Linked DNA regions of Rattus norvegicus: region 2 is linked to region 1. The links are chromatin contacts, called in public Hi-C maps. All regions are on one chromosome and are shown on one strand. The core of a region is the stretch at or near the end of the contact, and the rest is flanking DNA. Distances in the headings are between cores, read along the strand shown.

Region 1 (4,388 bases), core at 544-3,043:
TGAATAGAATTCATTCTTGGCCTATGCCATGTGGGAACTAGAAGCGTGGACAATAGAGTCATTAACTCAGTAAGGCCCCTGCTGCCACTGCCTGAGAGTGACAAATAAAAGTGGCTATTGGCAGGTAGCTAGTGTTCCTTAGGCCATTGGAATTCCCTGGTAGGACTGTCATTTTATGTCAACAGAACACAGGTCAGTGCTGGGTTTCAGAGACTACCAGGGGTGAAAACAATGGCGCAGAGGCTAGTAAGCTGAGGAAGTAGAGATGAATTAAGCACTTTCCTTGTAATCTGGGAAACCTGCAAGTGATATAGCAGGAAGCCTGTACTATGCCTCCTGCTGGAAAGTGAGGTTTATGTCTCAGCAGCATACTAAGCAGTAAACAAATGCAAGTGTGCATGTGTGTGCATATGCATGTATGTGAGTCTGTGTGCATGGGTGTGTGCATGTATGTATGTATGCTTGTGTGTGCATGTATGTGTATGCATATGTGTGTGCACGTGTGCACATATGTGTATGTGTGTGCATGCATGTGTGTATGTGTGCATGTGCAGTACGTGTGTGTGTGTGTGTGTGTGTGTGTGAATGTGTTTTCATGCGTGTGTGTGTGTGTCCAGTAGCACCCTCCAATCCTAACATTTATGTCTGTGCATGAAAGATAGTTAACTAGTACACAAATATAAATCACATTTAAAGCATAAAAGCATTTTCTGCATTTTATTACATCTAAGGTCAGTCTACCAGTCCAGTATTTTAGTATGTTCCTTAGAAAAGCCATTCAAGTCAGTATTTTTTAATGCTTTTCTCACTGGAACACAGCAGGCGTCTTTTCCTAAAACGTGATTCGTTCCCAGCTTTCTAAACATAGATTTTTATTACGATTATTATTATTACTATTACCACTACTTATGTGGTTGTTTTGCCTACCTGTATGTCTCCACACTGCCTGCATACAGTGTTGATGGAAACCAGAAGACAGGTTTGGATCCCTTGTGGCTTGAGTAACAGATGGTTGTGAGCCACCATGTGGCTGTTGAAAATAAAATCTGAGAAGTAGCCAGCGTTCCTGCCCACTGGGCAATCTCTCTAGTTCCCCTATAATCTTTCCTATGTTTGAGTAAGATTGTAGAATTAGCTATGTGGCTATTTTTATACTGCTTGGTCACCTAGGTATTATGACCAAGCATAAACCAGTCCATTTTATTAGAAATATATAGAGATCGTGCCAACACAGAGGTGAGAGCGTTAGGTGAGCAGGCTGGAATCCAGGTTAAGAGTTCTGCATCTGAAACTACTCATTTCTAGAACTTCGTGCATCTCACTAATGAAATATTTGAAGTCTGCATAATAGGCCCTGGATCTGTGTGAGCTCATTAGCAATTCAGTTATCTCCCTGAAAGGAAAGACACAAGAGAATGTGGCACCCATGGTTGTTCTCTGTTTGAAATCTCTGTATTTACCTTGTACCCCTGATTTAGTGAGAGTTTAAGTAATGCAGATATTAGTCCGTATTCAAAAGATCCCTTACTAAGACCGGGAAGCCGAGAGGAATAGTCCTGGAGTAGTGGAAAAGCCCATCTGAGCCCATTTCCAATACTGCCAGGGACAGAAACACAGCAGCTGAATGGCAGGGCTGAGAAAAACTCCTCGTGAATTTTGGATTAGAAAGAAAAATACCTTATGCAGATGAAGCTAAAGGGGAATTTGGATGTGATGCAATTACACATTTGAAACTTGTCCAGAAGCTTTTGAGCAACCTCCTCCTACAGGAAGCCTATTTACCATGTGATGTTAACGGCATGAGAGTGAGACCAGCAATTTTAACACCAAATGCAGGGCCAACAAGTCTACTGAACTGGTATAGTATGGTCAGCTCTCCCAGCACTTTGGACCAGGTTTTTAATGCTGTGTTTCGTTCTTACAGAACTGTCTTCTGTCCAGACCCTGTGGTCTGGCTCTGACCAAACTCTGTAGAACAGTACTTACTTCTATGCTCGCTGCTTAAAGGGACTACGTGAGTCCTGTTCACTCAGTGGGCTTTGGTTTTGGTTTTGGGTTGTTTTTTTTTCTGCGTTTGTTCGTTTTATTTTGGTTGTTGTTGTTGTTTTTCACAAAAGATTAAGTTCCAGCCAAAGACACTCTTCAGCAGTAAACTATTATTTTTATTAGGACAGCTACTTTCATTTTCAAAATTCAGTCTGGGCTACCAGCCAGGACTTAATGAGATGGCAGAAGATACTTTAAAGTCACTTTAAGGCCCCGTGACAGAGATGACACTTATCCAGAACTAGCATAGCTGGCATTACTCTTAGCAAGTAGAAGCACATGAAGTTTATCTGAATTCCATGCACAAAGAAATCTGACATTAAAAAAAAAGGCTCCAGCCTTAAGTACAGCAGCATGCCTGAGAAACATGGGACACATTTCCCTGTGAGAGGTAGCTATAACCATCAGCTGTTGAAGAAACATGACTTTCCATCATCAAAGTGTCCAGAAGACAGAAATATTTCTACCTTGTCCTCTCCTCTTTTAACAAAACAACATGAGCGGTAGATGGGTTTCTCCAGAAAATGCATCTTTACAAGGGGGATCTCTGCTGCAGAAACAAGAACTGAAGCAGTGCCTGGGTTCCAGGTAGGAGAAGCATGTAGATTTCAGAGTGTTTCTGAAGCTTATACTTACATTCCCAAGTAGCTGTCTTCCCCAGCAATATTCATTCTCAGAGATTCCAGAGAACTGAATGAGACCAAAAAGCCCAGCCCTGTAGTTCTCCTCCACCTCTTCATCACCGAAGACCCAGATCAAGATGGACCTGGTGAGAGAAGTGTTCATTTGTCATCCATGCATAAAGACAGACGGACAGACTGTGTATTTCAGTTCAGAGATTAATAGTGGCCAACAAGGAAATGCAGAAACAAAGAGTTAAATGTGGGAATCTGTCAGCTAAAGGCCGGGCTTTTCGCATCACACGGAATATATGCAGCAGGTATGAAGAAAAGTTGTGGGCTGGGAGATGAAATACTTACACTCCAAGGGAGATTGATGTGTGTTATAAACCCAGATTTATTTTTGATACAATGACATGCACCTCTGAATTAAAAACATACAGATAAGCTATCAGTAGCAAAAAAATGAACTAAAAATAGTATATTTTACAAACAATAAAATATTTCTTTAACATATAACACATTTCTTAATGTGTTATAGCAATGACTCGTACTGAACACGCCGGGAACATACTGTCCCCAGTCTATACGATTTGGACCCAGAATGTCTCTTGCATACAAACACCTGTTTGTGAAGCCTGCCTGGGTTATGCATGGCTTGCAGGCTACTCTTTGCCTATTGTTGTATTTTTACATTTCAACTTGTATGTACCACATATTTCTAAACCACCCTTGATCAAGCTTGAACCAGCCTGATTACCTTTGATTTGTGCTGTAAGATTTCTTTATTCTTCCTGGAAATTTCCAGACATTTTACTCTAAGCCCATTCTTTCTTCCTTTAGATTTATTTACTACCTTTAGAAGTAGAAAAGTCCAATTTCAATCATGTTTGAAATAACTCATTTCAGACAAGTGTGCACTGCTCTGCTTACAAAACATATATGAGTGGAATATGCAATTACTACAACTGCGCTTCCTGCCACAGAAACATGGCAGCATTACAGCATTAGAGGAGTAGAATGACATGCATAATGAAAGATTTCAAGATTCACCCAAGGCATTTATTCTCTTCACCTTAATGTTCTCAGCAGTAGCAGAGTATCCATTAAAAGGTACGATGAATTATGGTTGCCTAGCAACTGGAAGGAGCTTGTAACAGCACCAAAGAATGAAATGGCTGGTTGATAAAATGAATTTTCTCTGAGCATTAGCCTGTTGAAACTGCCTTTTCTTGTGGAACATAAAGTGCATTTATTTGTCTCATGCATTTTTTATTAGAAAATTATTTGAGTTCCGGGGACTTGAATCGTTTTGCTACAGGAGATATTTGATTTTAATGTGTTGTACTAAAATAAGTAATAAAAGACACTTTCTTCAAAGCAAAGTCACCAAACAATCCTGTGTGGATTTTTGAAGGAAGAAATAAAATATTTGATGAGCTCTTCTACATTGGTTTCTAATTAAGAACAGACTCGGATAGAACTCATAATCCTGCCGATGCTTTCCAAGGTATGAGATTGAAGTAATAGATTCCTAGTTATATGAGCTATAGCAACACCCTGTTCTCTATGAAACACAAGAAGAGGAATTTTTAAAATCTTTCTCTTTGGTGTGTGCAGAAATGTATTTCAATAAAAATCTAAATATTTATCAGGAACTTTACTAGTTATATATGATCTTATTTTACCTCCTTTGCCTTTATTTTTATTTATTGTTGTAGG
Region 2 (4,388 bases), core at 644-3,143, 1.0 Mb before region 1:
GCTGCTGGGGATAGATTGCATTCTTCTATTATTTTTCCATTCCAAACCTTTCAAGATGTCTATTAAGGAGAACATGCAGGAATTGGCTTGTGTTTTAGATTTACTCCTATGTAACTTCACAATAAAGGGATCATATTCTTCTCTAGGTCCCCATATTGAGTACATTTCATTTAATGATATCTTTAAGTAATCACCAATTAATAGAATGCACAGCACACATTTTTATACACACGACTTTTAAGATATGGTAATTAATATTATCAAAATAAAAACATTTCAGTAATCATGTTATTGTTAGATGTCTTATAAGCATTATCTTCCTAAAACTATTACTGTGTTTATACATATCGTGGGGTACAATATAATCAGTTGCATTTGGTATATAATGTGTGTCATTAAACATTAAAGAACATTGTGATTAAAGGTTCAATGATGTACTCTTAGGAGATACGGTATGACATTTCTGTATATGTATGCTGTATTTACAGATCAAATCACAATGATTGACACTTTTATCTTACAATGTCCTGCATGCCCTCAGTCCTCATACTTGGACTTCAACTTCTAGGGCTTGAGCCCTGACAGCTACAGATGTTACTGCTGTTTGCTTGATCCCGGGGTTGGAGAACATGGTCCTTTGCTTCATCCCTTCTTTCACCTACCTTTCCATGCCAGCAGTCTCCATTTGGCCTCTACAGCATCCTTAGGACAGTCCCTCTGATCCACTTTCTCCTGGCTCTCTAGCAGCAACTGAAATGAATGCCAACCACTGGAAGCAGGAAGAAACTAAAAAAATGAGAACAAAAATGGAATTGCTTGTCTGCAACTATCTTGAACTGCACTGCTAGATATTTGAGGCTGTGATTTCTGTCACAAAAAACTATATTGAAAAAGCATTACAGAAATAAATGTTAAAAAAAATGGAGACTGTAGGAAACGGAACTTGACATTTGGAAAAAATAGGTGAAATAAAACTGTGAGCTGAGTCGGATGAAATCACTGAGTAGGATTTTGGGGCAGAATAGTCTTTGTTATGCAACTTCTGAATGTTTTTAAGATACCTGTTTCTGATTTCTTTTTGTCAAACCAGCGATGTAGCATTGGTTTTAGTTTCTGTTTAGAGACATATGAGGATCAATGAAATAGACTTTGTAAACTTTGTGATATGGTGCTTAATCACAGCAAATCCCTCTGAAGTGTTACCGCGTTCACTTCCTTATACCAAATTCAGCTAGTCAGTCTCATCAGCTCTCCTGCAAGAGGACCCAGGACTCAGACTTTCTGAGATGAAGCTCTTTGTCCTAGCATGACCAGAAACACCCTTGGTGGGAATCAAATGACTCTTCTACAGTTCCCACTCTACCTTTACCGCATGGAGCAGCATTGTGGAAAGGAAGCCCTTGTTTATTTGGTTTGGTGGCATGCTACCTATTACCTCAGACGCTAATAAGCTTGAAATAATTTCTAGATGGGAATTGTATAAAACCTGTCTTTTTAAGTCTTGAACAATTTTTTTTCTGACAGCCAGCTTGAATGCAAGCAAAATGCTTATGAAAAAAAATGATTTATTTCCAGGGATGCAGGGAGGTGTTTCCAGAGTTATAACCATTGCTGTAAAAGCCCCAGGATGAGGTCATCCCTCCGACTCTGTTAAGAGTAAGCAGAGGCAGACATGAGTGTAGTGAGGACCAATTTTAATTGGTGATACATTGATGCAACAGAGCAGAGGGGGTTCTAGTTTGAACTGGACTCAGATTTGATTTTTTTCAGTGGTGATTGGATGTTCGAGAGGGTAAATGAAGAAAGAGGAATGAGATCCATCTCAGCTCCCATGGAATGAGAGAAGAAAACATTAGGAAAGGAGGTTGTGGGTGGCTGGTGCTTAGGCAACCATCTGCTCTCTCTGATTGCCTCATCGACAGCAGGCTTCTCCACAATGTGCTGTCTTTAGGTGTTGGCTGGAATAAAGGCAAAAAGCTTTTGTTGTCCACAGCTTTTGCATGCAAATTCTTTTATGGTAGGTGTAGTAAGTTTATTATGGGAAGCTCATTTGATTGTTAGAGAGTATATTAGTATTTACGCACATTTTTATATTTTACCTCCAGTGTTGAGATGGAATTCATGGCTTTGTGCATGCTAAATAAATACTCTGCTACTGGATCCTGTCCAGGTTTTTATAAGTTGTAGCTGGGCGCCACTTGAGAGGAGAACCTAGAGGAGCCTAGTGAGAATTTGACCAAGGAAGCATCTTTGTCAGATCTCAGGTCTTAAAAGATTTGTGTGTGTTCTTTTGCTATCTCCATGTGTTGGATGAGAAAAGAAACCTCAAGAATATAAAAGCATTTTTGTTTTACTGGAGAAAATAAATCCCAGGCAGTGGTTTCCTCAACGTTCTTTAGTGTTATCAAGTATAACACAACATTCTTTAACTTTACCCCTCTTTGGAATTTTATTAGGAATGGGATAGAATGCTACCAGACAACTTATATTTGTAATGGCATAATAGACAGAATTCAAAGTGGCCTTCATGGGCTTCTAGACTGTCGTCTCTACATTACAAATTGTGGAGTCGAATGTTGTTAGAGGTGACAGAATTGTAAATTGACCCAGCCAGTGCAGAGGAGAGTCAGTGCTTACAAGTTAAGCAGCTGCACTGTCTAACTGCAGGACTATGTGTTTGATCATTAACATCACTGCGATAGAAAAGAAAGCTTTGATTTCCTTATCTCAGAGCAACTGCACCCTTTCACTTCTGCTATTTTCATAAAGTGGTTTTCTTTCCCAAACAGGTTTTCTAGAAAATAAAGACCCGATTCCAAACAATTTAGACTGTGACTCTTTCAGAAAACGTAATGCCTCTTTGTCTCTCCAATCACTTGTTTTGTTAATCTTTTAAACATGTACTCTTTCATAATTTGATTCTTATGCATGTAGTGTATTGTGATCATACCCCCATCACTGTCCTCTCTTAACCTCCTCTCCCTTTTGCAAAGCATCTTCCAGCCATCATTCCGAATCATATTGCTTTTTCTGTGTATGTGCCTCACTGCTTACGTGAGCTTGTATGGAGTATACTGTACTTGAGGAGGGAAAACTTAGTGTGGTCTCATACAGAGTGCTGTGATGCACCCATAACTACTCATGGAGAGGTGGAGCCTCAGTTCCACCTCCAGCCATGCTGTTTGCTGATATGTTCAAATAAGTGCTGCTATGGTGAACTAATGGATCCAATGACTACGTCATGGAAAAACAATTAGAAAACTGTTTCACTAGCTTCTCATCCTACAGACCTTATATTCTTTTCGTCTCCCTTGTCTTATCATTCCCTGAGTTTTGGATCCCTCCAAAACTGATCAGATGTTCTGGTTAGGACCTGGTTGTCAACTGTGCTTTAGTCTTAACCGTCTGGCCACTTACAAGTCTCTGCATTGTAGCATTATCTACTAAAAACAGAAGGCTCTCTGACTGCGACAATGAGAAGCATTGATATATGGGTATATAAATGCATATTTAGGAGGCATTTTGGCATCATATCAATTTAGCAAATGAACAACAGTAGGTTTCCGTCTCTGACCTGGACCATGACCTCCCAGCCACAGATTTTTGAAGAGGTCTACAGTACCAGGCATGAATTGTCTTCTGTGGAGTGTTCCTCAAATCCAATCAGACATAGTTGGTTAACCGCACAGCACTCAGGCCATATCATTAGTGGGTGCATCTTGCCTAGCAAGATGGTATTGTAGCTATACCAATGAATAACGGAAGAAGATGGTCAATAACTTCCTCTTCAACAGCCTTCACAGTACTTTCAGACACAATGAAACCTAGCTATTAGGGATGAAGATTCCAGGTTACTTAGTTCTAGATTGATTACTCTCTATCTTGTCACCAAAGTGTATGCTGTCTTCAGAAATAGGGGTTATACAATTTAAAGCAATAGCAATAAAATCATTTGGGGGTCTCTGAGGCCCTCCTTTTCAACAACTCATGGGAAAGTAATCTTACCCCTGGGACATGAATTCTTCTCTATCTATCCACACAGTGTACCTCCATCCAAACTCTCTTTTAGAATGTATTTTAACATTACTTTACAAAATAATAGGTATTCACAGGGATTTTTCATCCATCTTTAATTTGGTTAAATCTCCCTCCAATCCCTTCCATCCCCTATCTCATACCCATATCCTGCTCAAAAGGTTTGTTTTTTTGCCTCTAACATTCACCTTCAACAGGTGTAACTCCAGTTTCTTAGTGTCCTTCTATTTAACTACTTTAATTTCATTTATCCCTGGGGAAGCCAGAGGAAAAATTTTGTATAATGGTGCTGAGAACGGAATGTTTTAAAATCTTTGTCACACTGTATTTGGAGCACCTCTTCCTCTACTTTT

The links. A called contact is a pair of places that touch in the nucleus more often than the background predicts.
Region 2: a contact with region 1 is called in a Hi-C map of frontal cortex, with 3 times the contacts expected there. The contact joins two enhancer-like sites.

The regions. Positions count from the first base shown.
Region 1 is chr5:24,769,921-24,774,308 of GRCr8, reverse strand. The region is part of intron 4 of Tox (thymocyte selection-associated high mobility group box); the gene reads left to right. Among named protein-coding and RNA genes, the nearest start is that of Tox, 200 kb to the left of the region's middle. Within about 2 kb of position 1,793, at least 15 of the 93 cell types and tissues checked have an H3K27ac peak or open chromatin away from gene starts, as enhancers often do.
Region 2 is chr5:25,788,661-25,793,048 of GRCr8, reverse strand. No RefSeq gene overlaps it. Among named protein-coding and RNA genes, the nearest start is that of Car8, 410 kb to the left of the region's middle. Within about 2 kb of position 1,893, at least 11 of the 93 cell types and tissues checked have an H3K27ac peak or open chromatin away from gene starts, as enhancers often do.